Linked DNA regions of Anser cygnoides: region 1 is linked to region 2. The links are chromatin contacts, called in public Hi-C maps. All regions are on one chromosome and are shown on one strand. The core of a region is the stretch at or near the end of the contact, and the rest is flanking DNA. Distances in the headings are between cores, read along the strand shown. Region 1 overlaps LOC125184912 (a long non-coding RNA gene). Region 2 holds the start of BOD1 (biorientation of chromosomes in cell division 1).

Region 1 (4,967 bases), core at 1,333-3,832, 64 kb after region 2:
ATTGGCTTATGGTGATTTGATATTTCAACATAGCTATGGGGAAAGGAATGAAGCAAAACCACATTGCTTTAAATCAGGTTTTAAATGACTTGGTCAGGTTGGTACATTAGCCAAGACAAGGAAGAAAATTATTCAAAGAAAGAACTGTGAGACTTGATAGAACAACAATGACATCCAGTCTCTCTACATGAATACATTTATTAGCACAGCACCTTCGGTGATGAAAAACTTTGGGGGGAAAAAAAGAAAACCTACCACAAGCAAGTAATAAATATGCTTAAGCAATAAATATAGCCCAACTCTCAGTTTTGATCAGGCAGGACTCACACAACTACAGGTCAGCCCTGGAACCGAGCCAAACAGCCTTCCAAATATCACTCCTCCTCCCACCGCCTTCTGGGTTTCACAGGAATTGTTTCTTGATGGTCAACCCTCGGCTCCATCTGTTGCATCGTGACGACCCTTTGCATGCAAGAACAGAAGAGCAGGGATTGTTGCTGAGCTGATAAAGGAATGTGGCAATTAAGAAAAAAACCTGAGATTCAACAGCAGGCCTTGCAGTCAGGGGGCACTTGAAAATTAAAAAGGGAGCAGAGCTCCTGAGGGTCTCTTGTATTTTTTTTTGCACTGAGCAAGGAACAGGTGTTCAGCTATTTCATAGCCAGGAGCATCATTCCAGTCAGAGATGCCTCTCCAGCGTCAAGGGTTTTCCAGGAACACATTTGCACTCATTAGCAGTTATTGCCACAACGGAACAAGTCAGCACAAGCTTGGGGTGCTGGCACAAATATAAACTTGGTTGCTGTCCAGAAAAGCATATTAAGTTTGTTTGAATGAGGTGAAGGGAGCCATAGGGAAACAAAGCATCCTCTAGGTATGTTTAGCTAATCATGAAAAAGTAGAGGAAAAGGGAAACAAAAGAAATTGTGTGTTGACTTGCATGTCCAAATATCATCATAAAGATGCTTTGCCAGGCCCGATGCTCACACTCACACATTAGACTTGCCTATTCAAGCACTGGGACTATGGGTATATACCAGGTAATGTTCAGGAAAATGCACCTAATTAACTTTTTGCACATATCTTCTCATTACGTGCTCAGAAATAATTCTGCCAGTTGTGCACCCCAGACCGTTTGAATGTCTGGGCCTGCATTTTCACTGGGTTTGACATTTATTCAATAACCCAGTAACTCATAGGCAGCCAGCACTTCACATTTCTATAGCCTCTGCAGACAGAAGTCAGTTTTCAATGAGGATCTGAAGGCATCGGCTTATATCACTTCTCAGACACAGCACGCAATTTTAACTAGGTTCTGTCTAATTTTATTTAGGCATTAACTCATTACGTGAACAAATCTGATCCATGGCAGTAATTGCTCTAACAGCCACTGTCTGGCCACCCTCGGCTCTACATCTCCTCAGCAGCAGCCTCACGGGAGAGGCTCTGGTCCTGATGGACATCAGAACCAAGCCTCCCTTTCCTGCGAAGAAGTAGTTTCATTCTCATCTGCCAGCTCAGAGCTAGGCCAGGAACTACAGCCTCGTGTGGAGTATCAGAAGCAACCAGACTTTCTTGAACACTTTTCAAAGAGGATGCAAAGCCTGTGTTCTGGATAAACGAATAAACCACTTCGGCACAATCTACCTGTCAAGAGCATTAACTCTGCATCACCTGCAGCAAATACTCCCATTTTCAGCCTACCTGCTCTCTCTGAACTTTACCACAGGGACAGAAGCAGCTGCATCTCTCACCTTCCTCAGCTTTTGGGGAGACAGCTTGCTTTTCCCCTTCCCTCTGTGACCTAGGAATCCCAAACTCTGACAGCAGAAAACAGGACAAATCTGTCCTCAGAGCTTGTATCCAGGGACAAGTACCTTGTTTGTCAGTCTGCTTGCTACTTCAGTTAAGTGTCTGAAGGTCTTGTGGGATCTCTGCTGGAAGCTGAGTGGGGTGTACCAGAGCGTCCGCACTCTTAATTCAGATTTTGATGACAGAGAGGCATGGAATAGCACCGACTTCAAACAAAGCATGCTCGTGGGGAACACAAAGGTAGGGAAGAAATATCTTGTTCAGGAGCTCAGCAGCTTCCCTCAAAGAGCTGGGCTGTGGGAAGAGAAGCGAGACCTCCAGGCCATGGTTTGACAACACACTGAATCTGCTTTGTTGCCTGACCAAAAGCACCACAGCCACATGGGCAAAACGTTGAATGGCTATGAGCTGTGTTGGCTCAAGTTTGTTCAAAACATTTCAACATGTTAACTTTGTACCAGCAGGCTTTATGCCAGATCAAATATCACCTGCCTGCACCACGCTAGCTGTATGCTGGTTGAAGTATTCCCCCGTCCTCTTGCCACCAGCATAAAGCTGAAAGAAAACTGCAAAGCTGGTGTGAATCCTGCATCTTGTGCTCAACGTGAAGACAACTGTGTTCCCATCCCTGTCCTACAATCAGTTTAGCTCCTCTGGATGCACCAATCTGGTACGGTACAGCCACAGCCAGTAATTACACAACCATTTTCTCCAGGAAGAAATGGAGTTTGAGAAGTTCTCACTTTCCTCCTGACCCAGGTTTCCTGTTCCCACCCCTGCACCTCAGTTTACCTCCTGCTTGGTCATGCTGATGCAACTGGTGGTGGGGCTGAGCTAAACTGGGTCAGGCAGTTCTTTTGGATAGCAGGGTGATTTGGTTTTGTGGTTTTTGGTGGTCTTTTTTTATTTTTAATTTCGGTTCATCTCATGTCTCCACAAAGAGCTATCTCAGCACAGCTGAGGGGGCAATGAAGCATGCGGTTTAGAGCCAGCAGCAAGTGGCCAAAGGTGGGGCAAAGCTTTTAAATTGCCTCTGCTGCTGGGGAAAACGTTCATGAAACTGCACCCTGGGTAAAGCAGCTGCCAACCTCCTGAGCAAGCTATCGGCACAGCATTTGCATTTGAACCGAGAGAAAAATCCCCAAGGAGCAAGTCTAGGCAGGTGGCTAGTCTGGAGTTGGTCAGAGGTGGGATGGAAGGAGGGCATTCTTCATGAAAGCTGGGTAAACAGTTCCCCAGGCTGCTACACTCCACGAGGATTTTAGGTTGTTTCCCAAACGTTTACCTATCTATCTGTACCTTTGCCTTAAGCTTTAATAAACAAATCTTCCCTCAGCTCTGCTACGAAACCCGTCTAGGGTCATGGGACCAGACTCTGCACAATGGGAAAGTTCATCTAGCTAATTAATTACTGCTCCTGCCTCCCTCAGCATCAGAGAACCAAGCCAGGTCCTTCGGCTCCAACTGCATGAACTAATAGGAAGGCCCTTTTAATTACAGTTAGGGACTGCATCCTCTGTAGTTTGCAGCCATCAAGCCCGGTCCCCAGCAGGGAATTTTCCCTGTTGCAGCTTGCAGAAAGCCAACGGGAGCCACAAGCGTGGGCCAGGCTGCGGGAAGCCTCAGCTCCTAAATTGATGCTGAGTCTTGCTGAGGGTGCTAATGGCACAAACCCTTCCAGCGCCACACCTGCTGCCAGCCACTCGGCGTAACCCCATCCTCGACGCTGCACGCTGCAGGATTTTTATCTGCTTGCCTATTTCGGGGGGGGGGGGGGGGGGGGGGAAAAGGGTGAGAGAGAAAAGGGGAGGCGAGGGTGGTAGCGGGATTACCACATATAGTCATTATAATCATTAACCACAGAGCACTAAATGAATCATTAAGCATCACAACAGATCCACACATGCTTTGCTTCTTAAAGCTTCCTGACTTGCCTCTGTTTTCTGTACAAATGCCCAGTGATTGTTTCAAGAAACCAAGCACATTTCCAATGTTACTGCTGCAGCTCCTTCCAAAAAAATAGCTAAACAGATGAAGCTCTGCTGAAGGAACAGATCTGTTTATAGAACATACTTTTCTTTCACTAGACCAAATATATTCAGCCCTCTCAAATAAATATGTACGTTAAAACTTGATAACTGGCTAAATCAGAAAAAAATGGAATAGCAAATGGGAAATTATGTAACTAAGAGCAAGTTCAATGAGAACATGCATTTAAAATACTTTATTCATGCTCTTCCAAAGCTAAATTGGGGCTTTTTTAAAATCAATTTTTTAAAGATTAGTAAATGCTTCTATTAGAGACAGAGACAAAAAACAAGAAGGAAAAGGATTTTTTTTAAAAAAAGCCTTCAATTTGTACTACTTATAGCCTAAACCTTGCCTTATACTGGAGTATAAGTATATGAAAATGAGTCTAACTACATAGAGCAATACTAACTCATTTGCTAAAAACAAACAAAAAACACCAAAACCAGATAGAAATACTATAAATCTTTTTTTGTTGCCTTTTTCCTCCAGATTCTATTGTTCTTGTTACTCAAGCAGCTATTTCCACAGTCAGATGCTTGCGACAGTACCTGGCAGCAGTTTCACTAAGTTAGCCGAGTATTACAAAACGCCTTCACGACGGCAGACAGAACTGCTCCATTCAGCCCTCCTCAACTGAGCTGCTTTTGGCTTCTGCTCCGAATTGCCCCCCCCCCCCCCCCCCCGAACAGCCCTCCCCATATCACGGGGCTCCCCGAGACCACGCCAACAGAATCAAAACCCCAGGAAAGCACAACAGGATTAAAAAATACGGAGGAAAAAAGCCAACCAGCAGTTTATCCACAGACATTAATAAAAGCAGAATCAGGCTGTAAACACACCACCATAATCTCCCAACCTTTACTCGGGTATAAAGGTATGGACCCTGGCTTCACACGCGTTTGCACGGCACAGAACAGGCTGAAAGTATAAGAAAGAATAATTAGGCAAGGAACAGTTGCCTTCATTGATTCAGCTCCTTCGAATAAAGGTTGCAGGAGCAGACGCAAGACTATGCATGATATCTTTCTAATCCTTCAGCTTTATTCCAGTCTAACAGAGGATGTGTGCTCCATCCATCAGCATGGAGCCCTGAGTACACAGGTAATCCAGCAATAATCACCGCA
Region 2 (5,137 bases), core at 2,121-4,620:
CCTACATGGAAATTAGAAAGGAAATATTTATTTATTTATAAAGTGGTTGGATTTACAGGGGAAGAATTCCATGCAGAGAAGGGACTGCCTGCATACCTGCTGAGCTCTGTCTGATCTCCCTTTGGGGTTAACACAGACTTTCTTTTGCTATCTCCTTATGCTATTCCCAAACCCAAAACACACAGGCAATGGGAAAATCATGCTCCCAGTTCAATGCTCCAGTTTTTCAAGAGAACCAGAACTGATGCTAAAACACTACAAGTTTTCAGTCGAAGCAGAGTTCAGTAATTTTGTCACTAGCAGCCCAGACATGTGTGAGGGAGCCCATGCGTGCGTACGAAGCTTCGCCCCCCGCCCCTGCAGTGGGGCTCTGCAGCTCCACATTTTTCTGATCATTGGTATGGCCAAAGCTGTTAGAAGCTAGACTCAGTAACTGGCTTTTAGTTTTGTGGCTGGAGGTTGTCAGAAGGAAGAGAAAAGTGCCAACTGTGTCTCCTCCATCCAGTCTGCATCACTTAACACTGACACAGGAGCTAGAAGACCTCAGAGAGGAAAGGGAGCCTTCCCCTTTGCCAGCCACACTGATTGCCCCCACCCCAAACCCTCATGGGCAGGGGCTTGTGCTTCAAATCATGCCGTAGGAAAAAGCTACACGCATCATCTAAGGAAGAAATGTTAGCAATCATGCAAAACCAGCAGTGCAGTATAAAACAGGGTTTACAACGTTCACCATGAACGTTCATGTCCATGACTTTTTGTAGGCAGCTGGAGCCGAGGGGAACTTTTTCCCCATGATATCAGAATTTCCAAGAAAACAGGAGCTGGTTTGCTGCTCCTGCGATAGCAGCAGGGGGTGGGTGGAGAGTGGGGGCTGTGAACAGAGGAAACCTGGAGGGAGGCAGTGGTGGCAACCACCGACAAAAAGAGCTGAGCTTCTGTGACAGAACGCGCGACTCTGGAAGGGTGGTACTTTACCAATTTAAACCACGATTAAGAATTTTTATCTCCCCTGGTCAAGCAAAGGAATGGGTTTCAGGGGGCTTGTAACACAGGAAAATACACTAAATATCATTGATTTGATTTTGATCAAATAGCTTTCTAAATATTTTTTTTTATAGGTATTTCTCCTGAAATAAACTTTCCTCCTCAGGCTTACAGCTTTGCTGTAAACACCCTACACACGTATTACATCACAAGAACTGGGTCTTCAAAACCAGCAGAAAACAGGTAAGATTTCGCCCTTCCCGAGCCTCCTACTAACCTAACTGTGCAAACCGCCTGGATCTTTCCTTGAGGGCAGGGATACAGAAGGGGAAGAGTTCACAGACAGCACAAATTTTGCACTAGGTTTGACGCACGGACAGGTCCAGAATTCTCCCCCTTGGGGGCCGGCCTGCTTTATGTCACACACTGGGGTTTAACAGGCTATGATGACGAGCAAAAATATCCCAACAGATGAGGTGAAATGCTGGGCTTTTCTTGTGCTACAGATCCCCAACCCCTTTCTAAAACACTGCTTGAGCTGGGTCACGCAGCCAGCCAACCTGTAAAAAACACGACGAATCCTCACTCGCCCTGCTACCTACCAGGTTTCCCCTTTCCGCACACCCCAAAAACCACCTGCCCGTGCCGTGCCGAGGAGTCATTTGTTAATTGGGAGGGATGTCGGCTTGCGGGAGCCCCCAGGGAATGAAGCCCGGGCTGGATTTCTCCCGGCCCGGCCCGGCCCTCCCCGCGGTGGGTGCGGGCAGGGAGAGGCGGCCTCGGGCTGCTGCCGCCCGCTCCCTGCTGGAGCCCGGCCCCGGCTGGGTGCGGAGGGGACGGCAGGGGACAGAGGAGGGGACGGGATGGGGCTGAGGAAAGGACGGGATGGGACAGAGGAGAGGACGGGCCTGGGCTGAGGAGGGGACGGGGTGCCCTCTGCCGGGGCAGCCGCCTCCAGCCGCGCCCGAGAAGCAACGCGTGGGACCGAGGAGCGGGCTGACAGCAGATCCTCGTCTCAAAAATCAATTAATTTAAAAAAAAAAAAAAAAAGCGATTTGCTGGTGGAAGAAGCCACAAGGCGACCCCCGAGCCTTCCCTTTGCTCCTTGCCTGTGCAGAGCGAAACTAAAGAGAAATGCAGGGGCCTCTTGTTGCACCACTGCGGGGCTTGAACGCGACAACCCACCTGTGGGGACCCCCCGGGCCGGGCACTACGGCCATGCAGCTAAAACCATCCCAGCCGGCCTTGCCTCCACGTGAAAGCCAGCACACCCGCGAGCTGCTCACAAGCGGCGGGGAGAAATGGCAGCGGGCAGCTGGCCAGCGGGACTGCTGGGTGGGCCGAGGGGGCTTATACCCATCTTGGAGAGAGTTGACCAGGGACAGGGACGGGGCACCCGGGCGGAGGGACTGCTCTTCTGCTCTCGCAGAACAGTGCCCGTGCATCTTCACGAAATGCAGCATTTGCACGAGATGCTTTTGTCAGAGTAAAGCTCGGGCTCTGTAAACACTACCAGGTTTTTTCCCCTCTTCTCTCCTCAGAGGTGCCAGATGGAAAGGGACAGCTTATGCTGCTTGTCAGGGCTGCTGAATTTTAATCAGGCAGAGAAGGACAGCGCATGCAGAACGCTGCCATCTTGGTACGCAGTCAGCAGCGTACAGAGAGGCGAGGACGCACCTACAGGGTGTGTCTTTGCATTACTGCTCTCATGCAGGGTCTTCCTGCAGCTGGCACATCCTGCTGTGTTAAATCCTTCCCTACACCGTGACTGGGAAATTAAACTAATGTATGTAATTTGTACCCCAGAGCTCGCAGTCAGAGCAGTGTCTAAGAGTGTGTCTAAGGCCACACAACAGGAAAAGCACCTGTAACGCGGGTTGATTGGCTCTAAGAGGACTGGTTTGAGGACCACCCTTCCTTTTGTTAATGATGTAATGAACGAAATCCCAGGAAAATCGATTTGTTCTCAGATCACACCAGTGCCGTCCTCACCATCCCACTGAAAACCACTCCCAAGTCACAAAGCGGGGAACACCCCCGGGGGTCCCAGGGCATGACCAGGACGGGACGGCTACTCCCCACGTCTGCGTTCCGGGGGGGCACAGCACCGCCCGCCCCGTACCGCCCCGGGGCTGCGGCAGCCCCCCGAGGGCCTGGCAAGGCCCACCTCAGCCCCCCCCAGCGAACTACAACTCCCAAGCTGCACCGCGAAAGCCCCCTCCCCTCCCCTCCGCCGTCCCGCCGCGATGCACCCTGGGAGTCGTAGTTCTGCCGATCTTCACAGCTCCTCGCCGGCTATAAGGGCGCCTCAAGCGGAGGACTCGCTCCCCCGAGATGCAACGCGCCGGGGCTACGCGACGCGCGGCGCGCCGCCGGCGACGGCTTGGGGCGAGCGGGTGGCGGCCGCCGGCCATGTCGGAGAGCGGCAGCGGCGGCGGGGCCGCCCCGGGCGGGGCGGGCGGAGGGGCGGCGGGCGGCGGCGGGGCGGCCGGGGGCTCGGCCTCCGCATCGGGGCCCGGGGCCGCCGACCCGGCCTCGCTGCCGCCCGGGGACGCGCAGCTCATCGCCATCATCGTGGAGCAGCTCAAGAGCCGCGGCCTCTTCGACGGCTTCCGCAGGGACTGCCTGGCCGACGTGGACACCAAGGTGCGACCTGCCCGGCCCGGCCCGGCCCGGCCCCGGCCCTCTCCTCGGGCCGCTCTGGGCGCTGCGGGGCTCCCCGGGCCTTTTTCTCAGTCACAAGTTCCTAAGGCATCGGCTGCCCTGTCAGGGCGGCGTTTCGCCTGCCTAAACTTGTAAGGTTTCAGCACGAGGCCTGTGCTGGAAGCCGCAGTGGGAGCCTACGGCTGTTCCTGAAGCTGTCGGGGGTGCCAGGAGGGCTGCCCAGGGCAGCCACAGCACCACGGCCAGGGCAGAGGTACCCGGCCTTTGGTCTTGCTGTCCTGATGGGCACTGCACCTCTGTTACCGACACTTTAATTCATCACCCCGTATTCATACCAAATGTGAAGTTTAAGTGCTGCCATGCTCCTGGGTGGTGCCACTCCTTTTATGGTACCATAATCTCAGTGGCCGTATGTACTGTATAGTTTTTTTTTATTTCCAGTAAACGGGAATTAATCTAAATTTCCACCTACAAAACCCTTCAAATTTCTAGCTTTAATGTTAGTGTCACAGAAGCAAATAACTTTCTCTGGTGACAGAAGCACTCGCTAATTACTGAGTTTCCTAGGAATTCTCTGATAGACGGTTTCCAGACGAGAACAGCTCTGTATGAACAACTCCTGTCTGCACAGGCAGTTTGTATTTCACTAAGTAAAATTATGAACAGACAACAAGTTTTAAGCAAATCTCTCCTGCTATTTCAGTTATTGTAACAGTATGCTGACAGGCTGCTCTTTGCAATTACCAGTTGTGTTGTTAAGTAAAACAAGCTTGCCTTTGTTTAGAAAGTGAAGGGATGGGGAATACAGACAACAAAACAGTAGTGTACACAACAAAAGAAGTACTATGCAGGATTCTGGCAGGGTGTTGGGGATCTTTTAGCAGTTTAACTGGATTTTTTTTGTTGCTGTTGTTTAGCCAGCCTATCAAAATTTGAGGCAGAAGGTGGACAACTTTGTATCGACCCACCTGGACAAACAGGAATGGAATCCAACAATGAACAAAAACCAGTTACGAAATGGGCTCAGACAGAGTGTGATTCAGTAAGTAAGCACCGGTCTGCAAACCAATGGTAATGCTATTTGATAAGTAATGTATAACCATCTCACTACCTAAGTCAAATAAGAATTCGCAGCATTAAGTTTCTCACAGCGCCTTCTGTTGCGGTCTCTTGAGTTTCATTATAAGAGCGTATGCAGTCATACTCTCATGGAAAGGCTTATGTTACTGCTTTACCTGAAATTTGTAGTTTTCATGAATTGGGTAGCATGGTGAGGTACTCACATTTGCTAGCTAGCCAGGTTATTGCTGCAAATGCCCAATACTGCCCACTCAGTAAAACTGTACCTGAAATGCTGAGCTGAATAACCTTGGTCTTCCTTTTCTGAAAGGAGGAGAGCCGGTGTCACTTAAAGAAAAACTCTTTAAGATTCCAAAGCTTGTTTAAGTAGACTCCAGCCACTAGCAGGCAGTAATGAAACGGGGCTAGC

What was found. Hi-C and Micro-C count contacts between places; a contact is called where the count stands out from the background.
Region 1: a Hi-C map of liver shows a contact between it and region 2, with 3 times the contacts expected there. The contact joins the enhancer-like site here to the promoter of BOD1 in region 2. A contact is called at or near these places in 3 of 7 Hi-C or Micro-C datasets (granulosa cells and liver).

The regions. Positions count from the first base shown.
Region 1 is chr14:10,374,624-10,379,590 of Taihu_goose_T2T_genome, forward strand. LOC125184912 (a long non-coding RNA gene) reads right to left here. Exons shown (of 5, transcript XR_010834963.1): 5 at 1-462. Among named protein-coding and RNA genes, the nearest start is that of STC2, 46 kb to the right of the region's middle. Within about 2 kb of position 2,583, at least 1 of the 3 cell types and tissues checked has open chromatin away from gene starts, as enhancers often do. A contact at or near this core is called in liver, where this site is marked.
Region 2 is chr14:10,310,314-10,315,450 of Taihu_goose_T2T_genome, forward strand. It overlaps BOD1 (biorientation of chromosomes in cell division 1), which reads left to right and starts at 3,371. Exons shown (of 4, transcript XM_048080451.2): 1 at 3,371-3,630; 2 at 4,566-4,690. The coding sequence starts at 3,397.